Linked DNA regions of Mus musculus: all the other regions are linked to region 2. A link is a contact called in public promoter capture Hi-C data. All regions are on one chromosome and are shown on one strand. The core of a region is the stretch at or near the end of the contact, and the rest is flanking DNA. Distances in the headings are between cores, read along the strand shown. Region 1 holds the start of Adprh (ADP-ribosylarginine hydrolase). Region 2 holds the start of Nr1i2 (nuclear receptor subfamily 1, group I, member 2). Region 3 overlaps Cd80 (CD80 antigen).

Region 1 (3,796 bases), core at 1,112-3,611, 160 kb before region 2:
TTACAAGTTTTATATTTACAAGATGCTTAAGACTACTGGGGAAGGGGAGGAACATAGAATATAAAAATCAGGCTATGTGCCTTTAACATAACCAGTGTTTAGCTGCAAGTCATTTTGTGATTTTTTTTTTCTAAGCGGCAGTATGGGAATGGGAAGGCTAATTATGGGCCCCAGGCCTGATTCTTTTTGCATAACCAGATCACACAAACTCCAAGGAACTCTCTTAACTGGTCTGTGTTTCCTCACTAGAATGGGATGAGTTGAACAAATACTCCCATGGAGGTGCCGTCTGATGACGTAAACTATTTTTAAGGACATGTGCATTCTACTTTTGCCATTGTGTCGAGGTAGAGTCTCCTTCTGTACCTCTAAGGCTGTCAGTTAGCAGAATTCTCTTTTTCCAGGGGGAGGGGAGTCCTCTCTCTTAAGATCTTTAAGTGATTCAATGAGGCCTGCCCACATTATGGAGGATAATCCACTGTACCTCATGTTTATTGATATAAAAGCTAATCTCGGCTGTAAAATACCTTCCCATCTGGAGGAAGATTTGAACAATCTGGGTGCTGTGGTCCAGCCAAGAGGACATACAGTTAGCTGCTCAGATATCATCTTAGTCTTCCTGAATGGACCACATAGCAGCTGCTTTTGGCTTTCCACGTCTCCGTCCCTGGCTTTCCAGTTTCCGCACTCTCTGCGTTTATTATTCTGAGGAGTTTTCTGGTCTATCCTGTGCTCTGTTCTCCTTTGGCCCTTGCTGCTGTTCCACTGTTAGTCTCTGTTAGAGAGTCCAACCCACCCTGCATATGAACTACTTCCTGTCAGTGTGCAGGGGTGCTAGTGCACGGTCCCTAAGCTTTATCAGTCAGAACACTCATAGTGTTACAGTGTCATCCGCACTCAACACATTTGGGTCTATGCAGTGTCAAAGCTGTCTTGGACTGTTCTGTTTTCTGATCCTCAGTGAATCTTTTCTCTTTTAAAACAGTTTTAACCGCGATCTGGTGAGAGAGCAGCTGGACCCCAGGGCCTCACCCTTTTTATTGTATCAAACTAGAAGTTGGCTTATTGTGGAAGTGTTAATGTTTGTGGACATTTGGAGTCACATTAGTAGTTGATAAAGCCAGTTTTTAAGAAAGGATATAAAATTCTATTTAAAAAATGACCCCATTGTTTTAAAATCATATGCATACCATAAAGACTGATATATGTATCAGGGGTAACATCTAGTTTCTATTTTTCTCTAAAATATCTTTAGATATAATATAGAAAAAATATTCTAAAAGATATAAACTAGGTGTGGTGTTGTAAGACTGAAATTCTAGCATTCTAAAGGTAGAGGCAGGAGGATCACGAGTTTGAGACCAGCCTAGTCTCAAAAAATAAATCAAAATTTAATTTTCCTTCATTCCTCTCTTTACTCGGAAAGCTTCTTGTTCCTCTTCTAATTATTTGCAATTTGATGCTTACCCTTCCAAGCAACACACACACATTTATTAAATATATTAACTTTCCTATGACTTATCAATTTATTTTTGCTTAATAAAAGTCCCTAAACTCCACGTGAACACCTCCTTTATTATTGTGATTAATAGATTTATTTACACAAGAATAGAGTCACCAACGCCAAAATTAATAGATGTTAAATGTTCAGTTCAAGTTTCCTTCCCAGATAAGTCTTTCCTTTTTTTCTGTTTTGAAGACATAGAAGAGGGGATGTGAGTTCTTGGGAGTAGGTCTGAAATTTTTGAGCAGACATGTTCTGATCTTAAGTCTAAGGAGTCAAAGCAGGATCTTTGATGTGCGTCAGGGTCACTGTATAGAAGCAGATACTCCATTTAAGCACAAGGCCCGATTTGTGCCTTTCCGGAGACGAGGCTGTACCGAGCTGGGTCGAGGGTACGGGGGAGTGTTCACTGGCACACGTTTATTCTCGGAACCTGACATCTGGGCTCAACGCCGCCATTGCCACCTTAGGGTTTTAACAAATCCAGAGTCATAATTTAGGGGAAAGAACCTTAAGAGTTCCCCTCTAAGCTCCCGTTTGAAACCCTTCTGTGGAGAGCACGCAGAACCACGGCTGAACGGACTAGGGTTAGAATCGGTGAGCCCAAGCCGCTCTGGGCGGTGGGTACCAGGCTCTGGGAGTCCAACGGTCCGCGGGGCAGAACCCTGGCAGGGCAGAACCCTGGCAGGGCGAGCACGAGGCTGGCCGGACACCACTCCACTCGGCCCACACGCAGCGCGGAGCGGTTCCCGAGCTGATGCGCAAGGCTTGGGCGCCCCCAGCACCGCCCCTTCCTCCTTCCGTCCAGTGCGGAGGACGCGGGAGGACGCAGCTCCGCCGGAAGCCGCTGTGCGCCAGCGACCCGCCCGGCCCGCGGCTCCGCCCCTGTTCGGCTTTTGGCTTGGGTGCCCACAGCAGGACTCCTGCGCCCGGTACCCCGCCTCCAGCTCGGGCAATCCTGCCCTCGGCTCTGGACCACCCCGATCCCGCCCCACGCTCTCAGCTCCGCCTCAGCAGGTACAGCCAGGAGTCCCCGAGCCACTCTCCTCTTACTGACCTTAGTACCCGCTCGGTCCCGCTCTCACCTCCAGACTGGTGCTAGGCCAGTGTCCTCAAAGTGGCCACCAAGACTTTCCTGAGTGCATCGCGGCCTCCCCTCCCCTCATCCCCTCTCCCTATTCCTCTTTCTACCCAGGCCAGGAAACCAATGGGAAATCCCGAAGTGTACTTCGGCTTTGATTGTATAGTTTGATGGCTTTGTCACCTGTGCCCGTTTAGAGTGGGTTAAGGAATAATGACTTCTGAAGGGTGGGTCTGGGCCAGGATGGATGCATGTGCCAAGGTGAAAAGGAATTTCAAAGAGAAAAGATACTGGCTACTTCCTCCGTAGGTTCCCACACTCTTCCATGGAGAGCTCAAAAAGGGAACCTGGAGCATTGGGAGGAGAAGGTGGGGGCGTTAGTCCTTAGTTCTCAGAGGTTAACAAAGCTAGGGCTTCGAAAACCTGGGCCAAAACAGGACCTCGGAGAACGAGGCCTTCCTCCCCCACAGATGGGAAACAGATGGGAAACTCCAGCGTGAGAGGATTGTTAGTGGTCACAGAGCTAACACAAGAGACTACAGAACTCTAGTTCCTAGCCGTTATTTATACATAAAACACACACACACAACACCACACACACACAACACACACACACACACACACACACACACACACACACATGTAATCAGGATCAAGCATGGAAAAGCCAGATCTTTACCCTTAACTGCTTCTCCAGGTCTCTGCTGGCCTGTGCCCTAGACCTGAGCAGTGTGACTAGATGGATGGTGGAGGTACCTGGGCTTGAACTAAACCTAAAATGGCGGTTAGAGGAAGAAAGACAGGTGGATGGGAAGAGCTTGGGCTGAGGGCAGGGGTGAGCTAGGTCTTTTTGCCCCTAAGAGTGTTTGCCCCTGTTCATGGGGAGGCTGGGTGCGTGGAGGGGGCAGACAGTGGAACACTGAATCACCACACGGAATGGGTGTCATGGAGCCCTGGCCTGAGTAGAGTAGAAAATGTGTACACCGGGAAGCCAGGGCTTTAGCAAGGATTTCATTTGTGGTGGGAATAGCATTTGCAGCCCGGCACTATAGAACTTTTACCATATAGAAGACAGACAAGGGGCTGGAGACATGGCTCAGCAGTTTGAGAGCACTGGCTGTTCTTCCAGAGGGGCTCAGGTTCAATTCCCAGCACCCACATGGCAGCTCACAGAGCCAGTTCCAGGGGGCCCAACACCCTCACACAGATAC
Region 2 (3,894 bases), core at 1,194-3,693:
ACCCATTGCACAGTATCTATCAGTAGAAGAGAGCTGAAGAGTCAGTCCATTGAAAGGAAAGTCCTGCATGACCCATGGTAGATATATACGATATTTGTCGATGAATAATAAAATTGTTAAAAAAAAAAATGTTCACAGTAAGCCAGAGAACCAGAGAGAATCGGAAACAGTGCTAACGACCTCCAGGGTCTGAATGGCACGTTTTTTTCCAAACGAATTTTGCACAGAACACATTATAGAAGAGAAAGCAGGGTGCAGAGAGAGGGGATTCCTCAGGGGCAAGTGATCATGGTCAAAATACATTCACTTCAAGTCCTTATGAAAACGCCACAATGGAGCCCGTCTTGTCCAGTGATGCACAGCAATGAGCAACTAACAGTAATAGGAAACTACTCTTCATACACAGGCCTGTTCCCGAGTTTTGTAAGAGTAAAGAGGATGAACTGCACATATTTAAAACTTACAAATCAATCTCACACACTATTAGATAACTTGTGTTCTACCCCACCAGCTCTGAAGATAACTTTAAAAGGGATTGTGGGGAGGAAAAATATATGTGATATGAATAGAAACCAGATTGTATATTAAGATTACAAGGGAAATTGAACAAACCAGAGGGAGCAAGCCAGGGGGAGCAAGCCAGAGGGAGCCAGCCAGGGGAAACAAGTAACCCAGGAGGAGCAAACCAGAGGATGAAGCCAGTAAGCAGCATTCCTCCACGGATTCTGCCTCAAGTTCTTGCCTTGCTGGAGTTCTGATTTGATTTCCCTCAATGATGGATGGTGTCCTGGAAGAGCAAGTTAAATAAACCTTCCCTCCCCTAAGTTGCTTTTTTTTTTTTTTTTTTTTTTTTTTTTTGGTTTTTCGGGACAGGGTTTCTCTGTGTAGCTCTGGCTGTCCTGGAACTCATTTGTAGACCAGGCTGGCCTCGAACTCAGAAATCCGCCTGCCTCTGCCTCCCGAGTGCTAGGATTAAAGGCGTGTGCCACCACACCCGGCCCCTAAGTTGCTTTTGATCATGGTATTTATCACAGGAACAGAAAGAAAAGTAGGGCATATGTCCCCCCCAAACAACCACCACAACAGAACAAAAATAAAAACCAAAGAGGAGATCACCCCTCTGAGTCTACCCCATGGCACCTCTGTGCCCTGGAGGTCCTTGGACCACCCTGCTCCCTTCCTTTGGCTTCACCTGAACTTGCACCATTAGTGTGTCATGAATTTAGTTGGCTATCTGAGTTTTCCTTTTTCTTTTCTTTTTTTTTTTTAATTTATGGTTTTGTTTATGTTTTTATAAAATTGACCAAGGACGCTGACTGCCTAGGCTTGCCTCTGGTGGATGGTTCAGGAGCTCCTAGTGCTGGTTGCAGGGGAAGAAAGTTTGAGCAGAGGTCAGGACTCCAGTTTCTCCTCCTTTCCAGCCATGCGTGGGAGTGACTCAGGTCCTCTCTGGGCCTCCAGTCTGGGGTTCTTAGTAACTACCACAAACTGGGTGTTTAAACTGGCTTCCAAATAAAGCCCTACCCAGATAAATGTTGATGCCTGGCAGCCCTGCAGTCTTCTTATGCCACCTAGAGCTCAGGACAGCATCTGCAGAGGAAGAGAGACCAGACAATCCCTCAGGAACCGAAGAGCATTTCTCTCCTTTGGGAAGTTCCTCATTTGTCCTGGATTCCCTGTTTCTGCTGTAAATAACTTGCCATTTTTATAGGAGAGGTGAATAGAGACCTTTGTATGCCAGAAGAGCCCCGAGAGATGATAAAAGCTGTAATAATTTACCCGTGACCCCAGGACTTCTGGTGAGGTGCCCTGCCCATTCTGGAATCCTGCCCATTCATCTCAGTACAGAAAAAAAAAAGACCTGCTTCCACTCGTGGAAATAAGTGTCCCTTGTCAGGCTTCCCAGATATGCAAGCCCCCAGGGCCAAGGACACCCCGATGATGTCCTGCTACCCCAGAGCCCACTAGACAGGAAGCTTCTAGAAGGGTCCGAGAGAAGAGAAAACTCTCAGACAGTTCCTGGTAGTCCCAGCCAGCTTTCTGTCCTGTGGTTGGAACTGCAAGGTCATACCTGTCTCGAAGCTATTTCCTCCCTCTCTCTCATATCAACAAGCCAGTGTCATGTGTGTGGCCTTTTCCTTACTTTCACGTAAACTGCTTCTGTCCAGGAAATTAACTTAGGGAAAAAAAGTGTTAGGAGCTATAGATTCAAAGGCACTTTACCTCTAGAGGCAAAATCACCCTCAGAGAGGCAAACATTGGCCCAGAATTACTTAGAGCAAACACTTAAAACACACTTCCCCTCCCTTACATGTTTTACAGTGAAGACAACTATGAAAAAAATAGGAAGGGGATATAACAAGAGTAAATACGGTAATCTGGTCATTGCTAGCTCGGGTGCTGGACTTGGGACTTGGGAGTGCCAACTGGGGCCCCTTACTACATTGGACCTGGGGTGTACTGTGGGCAAGAACAAGTATGGTTCCTATGCCTGTGGACAACATAGCCTAAGGTTAGCTGAGGGTGAGAATCGGGGATAGATACTGCTCTTTTGTCTACTTGGATGGTCAGCCTCTCCCTAGGGGCCTGACCTTGGCTCATAGGAAACACTGAGGACTTAAGCTGAGATCTCCATGTGCAGCCAGGTAGCCACGGCAGGTGTGCTGAGCTCTGGGCAGAACCATCGTTCCTGATTCTTCAAGGTGGACCCCAAGGGGGAAATCCAACAAAAGCAGTGGCCCCCAGACAGGTATGATCTTTCCTTCTTTCTCTTTCTAAGAGTCAGATGCCCTCTGCCTCTGAACAGAAGGCTGAGGGGGATACAAATGAGGTCGGAGGTCAGCAATGTGAAGGAGTATGGAGGACAATGACACCTTTTTCTCTCCTCTTCTCCTTCCTGGGTCAAACAAAGCATGAAGACAGTTGTGGAGCCAAGGTGCTCTGCTACCTGGCCTACACTTGTGTTGCCAGGAAGCATCACAACAGAAGCCTTGTGTATGTGACATCGGGCATTAGATAGGCAGCCGAGCCCCTTCTGTGACAGGGTTGGAGTCCCTGACCTAGGAAACACCGCTGCTGAAGACCATGAGAATCAGGAACTATTAGCACTGGCTCCCAGAGCTTGTCAGGTTAGTGCTGGCAGCCCCCGGGGACATAGACAGCGGCAGGATGGTCACGAGGCCTCACATTCTCATTAGCGGTGTCTCAGTACACACTATATCCGTGTACAGTGGTCGGCTTTAGACTCTGTTTGTCAGAGTCATTCCCGTTATGTTCAGTACCCTAGGTCCCATCTCTGCTCCATACAACAGCCCGAGGCGCAGGCTAGAGACATGGCTTTAAGGCTCCTCCACATCCAGGAGCTACCTTAGGAGATGCCTTCAAGGCCACCAAACCTTCCCTCTGTGCTTCAGGTGTGGCATTGTCCCTTGCACGTGCATGACTGTTTTTCATTGCTGCCGGGAAGGCAAAGGACCACCACACAGATGAAAAGTGGCTGAATTATCTACACTGAGAGGAATCCTTGGTCTCTAATGACTTGGCCAGAGTCTAAAGTATTCCAAGTAAGGCCTCTGAAGCCTGGCTTACCCTGTTCATTAATAGACTTTTTTGAATACACAAAAATACTTGCTTAAAAATGCTTTATTTATATAATAAATGTAATCTAAACTGGGATCACCAAGTTATAGCTCATGGGCCAAATCTGGCCCATCAGCTATTTTTTTTTTTAATCAATAAAGTCGTACTAAAACACAAAGTCGTGAGGCTGGTTTTGCCCCATAACAGCGGAAGCAAATGGTTCTACATAGAAGATGTCGCCGACTCGTCTACAGGCAATCTGCCTGATGCTAAATGACTGGGAAATAAACACAGTCGACCACTGCAAAGCCAATT
Region 3 (3,973 bases), core at 1,166-3,665, 180 kb before region 2:
AAAATGAGATTGCATTTGCAAGACTCCATAAGTCATTGGTAAAAGAGCTGCTTTGAACTGACCATGCCGGTTGTCTCCCACCTTGAACGGGGTAGGAGCACAGAGAGATGGGTTTGTGTGGGAAATATTGATGTAATGCTTGCTATTGTAAGAGGAGAAAAGAAGGCTGATAGTATTTATCGAGTCCCTCCTAGTTATTTCTAGAAATCATTCTCTTTATGACAATCTTAGGACATTAGACTCCGATTTAGAAGGGTCAAGGACCGAGTGTGGTAGGACAGAAAGCTGAGACAGAAAGGTTGCTTGAGCTCTCCAAGTTTGGGGTCAGTCTGGAAAATAGAGTGAAGACCCTGTCTGCTAGAAAATAAAATAGCCGGGCTGAGTGGTGCAGGCCTTTAGTTCCATCACCAGCCAGGCTGAGTGGTGCAGGCCTTTAGTTCCATCACCGAGGAAGCAGAGGCAGGTGGATTTCCATGACTGAGGCCAGCCTGGTTTACATTGCTAGTTTCAGGCCAGCCACGGCCTTGCAGAGAGCCCCTGTCTCAAAAAAAAAAAAAAAAAAAAAAAAGATGATAGGTAAATAGATGGTAGATAGATAGATAGATAGATAGATAGATAGATAGATAGATAGATAGATACAATAGCACAAATGTGAAACCATTGATGTCTATAATCTTATCTTGTAAATAAATAGATTTGGGGAACTTGCAACCCTGTGGCAGAACTGTATCTGCAGTCACAGTCCCCAACACCAGAGCCCATCCTCACTCTCCCCTTCTCTCTCATCCCTCCCTTTCTTTCCTCCTGATGACTGGAAGAGCACCCGGGGCTCCTTCTATCTGTTTATTTAGTAAGGAACAAGTGTGAAGCCACCCTTCAACCTGAGAACCTGGAAACAGACAGGAGCCCACATGCGCCCACTCACATGGTCACGCTCTCCTGGACCTCCAGTTCTCAGCACTCATGCATCACCCTAAGTCCATGTTCAATGCCCCCTTGCTTCTTAAAAAAGTAAGGTTAGCCGCGCGTGGTGGACCACACCAGTAGGCAGGTATACTTTGGAGGCTGCAGTAGGAAGAGTATGATGTCAGCCTAGGCTATATAATGAGTTCGAAGCCACCCTTTCCCTTTCTTTCTTTCTTCCTTTCTTTCTTGCTTCCTTTCTTTCTTTCTTTCTTTCTTTCTTTTCTTTTCTTCTTCTTTTTTTTTTTTTTTTTTTTTTTTTTGTAATATAAGGCCATCTGTTCAAGTCCACCTTGGAAACCTGTAACAGATATTTAAATACTACATGAAAAGGCATCTTTAATATACTTTTTAAAAACATTTGAAGTAATCTGCTAAGAGTAAGTGTGTGTGTGTGTAAAAAAAAATTCATTCCCCTTTGAGTGCACTTTGACCTTTGAAGGAGGCAGGGTGGCAGGGAGGCAGGGAGGTCAAGTGGTTAGTGCTTCATCCAGGGGTAGGCTTCGATGGAGGCCTTGCTTCGGTCCCCATAGTCGTACAGGAGCTCCTCCCCAGCTGCGATGTCTCGGGTGGCGATGAGGATGAGGTGAGGCACGCCGTCGATGTCGTGCAGTTTGGTCTGGCAGTTCCCACACTTACTGTGATTGATGAGTCTCCCCAGGCAGTTCGTTTCTTGAGTGGCATCCACGCAGTAGGTTTTGCTCAGATACTGAAAATAGTACATGTAGCAGCCTGTGGAGGGGTCCTGTGCGTACAAGAGCCTCCCGCTTCTTGGCATCGGTAATTTCAATGAGGTTCCCATGGTATTCTACCACAAAGTATCCTCCGGGAAAACAGCTTGGTAGCGATCCCGCCCCTGCCTTTGCCATCAATTAGATGGATCTTCATGCCTTCTTCCTTCCCGCTCTCAGTCAGCTCGTCTATTTTCTTCCTTTCTTCAGACTGCAGCTCAGCTTTGCTCTTCCAGGAGCTCCTCCGCACAGGGTAGAAATCGGTGAATTTTCTATTCTGCTGGGTTTTCCCTTGAGACTTTTTCTGAGGGGCCTGCTTGCCCTTGAGGGGCTTTTTCAGGGTTTGCTTAGCGACTGCTACATTGGTAGAGTCACATGATGGGGGTGGAGTTTTTGGAGGTTCTGCTGCTTCGGATTTTTGGTTTGAAAAAGGCGCCAGGGGACCTCTCCTGGTGTCTTTGCTCTTCTGTTCATCTGACTTCACAGCGCTTCGGATAACGTTCCTGGCGTTCCTTTTCTCGCTTCCTGTAGATTCCAGCTAATGGTTTCCCCGGGCATTTGACCTCGTGATGGGCAACCGAGTTCTCTTCCTGAAGTGGAGAGCGCATTCCAGAGCACTTGTTAGGACTCATGTAGGCATAGATCTTTGGCTGCCCAGCAAACACGTTCTCCCCGTCGCTGCGGGAGGCCCCTCTGCTCCACCATCTCCGGGACCAGAGCAGCCGCCGCTGCTGCCGCCTCCACCGCGCGGGACTTGCACAGCTTCCTGCCTTGTGTTCTAGTGGCCTTCATCTTTAAGAAAAATGCCTAGGTAGGCAGGATTCCAGGCACTCTGGTGACTGCTTACTGCCTTGTGCTGTTGTGCGGTTGCTGTTAGGGATACTGGTGGTGTTAGGGCATGCGGCCAAAGATTTGTTGTATTTGTGCAAAGTCATAGATGCGAAGGACATCAGAAGGTACTCAGCTTCTGCCTTAGCTAGCATTAGGACCACACAACTAAGTCACTTCCCGAGTCTGGCCCTCTAATGTCTTAGTAGCTAAAATTCCAAAGCCTTGTTTTCCATGACCTACCCAAGGGACCTCCCAACCTCTACAATCCTCATTTTCTAAAAAAAAAAAAAAAAAAAAAAAAGGCTTGTACTCAGATCAAATATACAGTATTTAATCTGTAATCACAACCACTACATTTTATTAATTCCTTGCTACTCTGGCATTTTAAAGAGACAAGGAGGCTTCCTGGAGTTGATTTCATTTGTATATTTGACCTCCAGCAAGATGCTAAAGTAGACTTAGAGTCAAGTGTGGATACCTCCTGCCACTTGCTTCTCATGCTTAGACTTTAGGAATTTAGCTCCTCCCCTCTCCTGTGGCAGTCAGTTCCTCTACTCCAGTCCATACCCTGAGCTTTCGTTTTGGAAGTCTGAGTGCCACCGAGCTTGTATGAGCAGGGGTCAGTGACTATCAAGAGCAGCTCTTAAACAGAGATTTGCCCTGTGACTGTGGGCCACTCCCTTGCTTTTTAGTCTTGGTTTGTAGGCAGGTTAATAACCCATGCATTCCAGAGATGAAGGGATGGAAAGACACCACTTAGCACGGAGCCTGACACACAGGATATATTTAGGAAGACGCTCTCATTTAAATCAGGCTGTCAAGGAAACCTTCTGAAAATGCCCAGGGATACTGGGAGAAATGGGAGAAATGAGGGAAGAATACGGAGTATAGTTACCAGAAAAGGGAAAACCCTGAATTTGGTTGCAGAGGAAGTCATTGTAAACAACAACAACAACAACAATTCCTTGGTAGTGAAATCTCTCTGAGTTTGAGGCTAGACTCCAAGCCAGCCAAGGCTACATAGTGAGACCCTATCTCAAAACCCAAAACTAAAACAAAGGGGAAATTTAAAATGGGCCTTGTTCTTAAATAAAGTTGCATGTGTTCCTGACCTATTTATAGTTGGCATTATTATTTTCTACTTATTACCTTAATGCCACGCAATCAAACTACTACTTGGATAGTCAACATAAAAATTTTATTTTGTTTCTTCTAACCAGACATCATGGGCTTTTTAACCTGGAGTAACAAATCTGCAGGCCTAACGCTCTCAGTCACAACTCATGTTTGTTTTTTTTCTAAGAAATGGTTAGTTCAGTAAGAGCCACCTTTTCCTATCTGACTGAGCTTACAGCAGCCTCAGCTTTCTCCCCTAGCCCTGCTACAAGATAACGAGTTAGAGGAACTACTTTGAAGGTCTTTTTTTTGGGGGGGGGGGTTGAGACAGG

Evidence for each region. Promoter capture Hi-C pulls out the DNA fragments that hold promoters and counts their contacts.
Region 1: a promoter capture Hi-C map of liver shows a contact between it and region 2, with 2.3 times the contacts expected there. The contact joins the promoter of Adprh here to the promoter of Nr1i2 in region 2. A contact is called at or near these places in 15 of 39 promoter capture datasets (the 3T3-L1 cell line, 3T3-L1-derived adipocytes, cranial neural crest and 9 more), 3 of 484 Hi-C or Micro-C datasets (embryonic stem cells, liver and nephron progenitors), 6 of 115 datasets of contacts at active chromatin or transcription factors (embryonic stem cells, hepatocytes and pancreatic cancer cells) and 3 of 9 other capture datasets (adipose tissue, liver and pancreatic islet).
Region 3: a promoter capture Hi-C map of liver shows a contact between it and region 2, with 6 times the contacts expected there. The contact joins the enhancer-like site here to the promoter of Nr1i2 in region 2. A contact is called at or near these places in 9 of 39 promoter capture datasets (3T3-L1-derived adipocytes, Sertoli cells, cranial neural crest and 4 more), 1 of 15 datasets of contacts at CTCF or cohesin (embryonic stem cells), 9 of 484 Hi-C or Micro-C datasets (the AML12 cell line, adipose-derived mesenchymal stem cells, bone marrow-derived macrophages and 4 more), 13 of 115 datasets of contacts at active chromatin or transcription factors (acute myeloid leukemia, bone marrow-derived macrophages, embryonic midbrain and 5 more) and 3 of 9 other capture datasets (adipose tissue, embryonic stem cells and liver).

Annotation. Positions count from the first base shown.
Region 1 is chr16:38,451,254-38,455,049 of GRCm38.p6, reverse strand. Adprh (ADP-ribosylarginine hydrolase) reads left to right here and starts at 2,361. Exons shown (of 4, transcript NM_007414.3): 1 at 2,361-2,521.
Region 2 is chr16:38,293,373-38,297,266 of GRCm38.p6, reverse strand. Nr1i2 (nuclear receptor subfamily 1, group I, member 2) reads left to right here and starts at 2,443. Exons shown (of 9, transcript NM_010936.3): 1 at 2,443-2,749.
Region 3 is chr16:38,474,998-38,478,970 of GRCm38.p6, reverse strand. The region is part of intron 2 of Cd80 (CD80 antigen); the gene reads right to left. It also overlaps the pseudogene Gm8590. Among named protein-coding and RNA genes, the nearest start is that of Gm41453, 5.9 kb to the left of the region's middle. Within about 2 kb of position 2,415, at least 135 of the 459 cell types and tissues checked have an H3K27ac peak or open chromatin away from gene starts, as enhancers often do. A contact at or near this core is called in adipose tissue, bone marrow-derived macrophages, embryonic stem cells and 3 more, where this site is marked.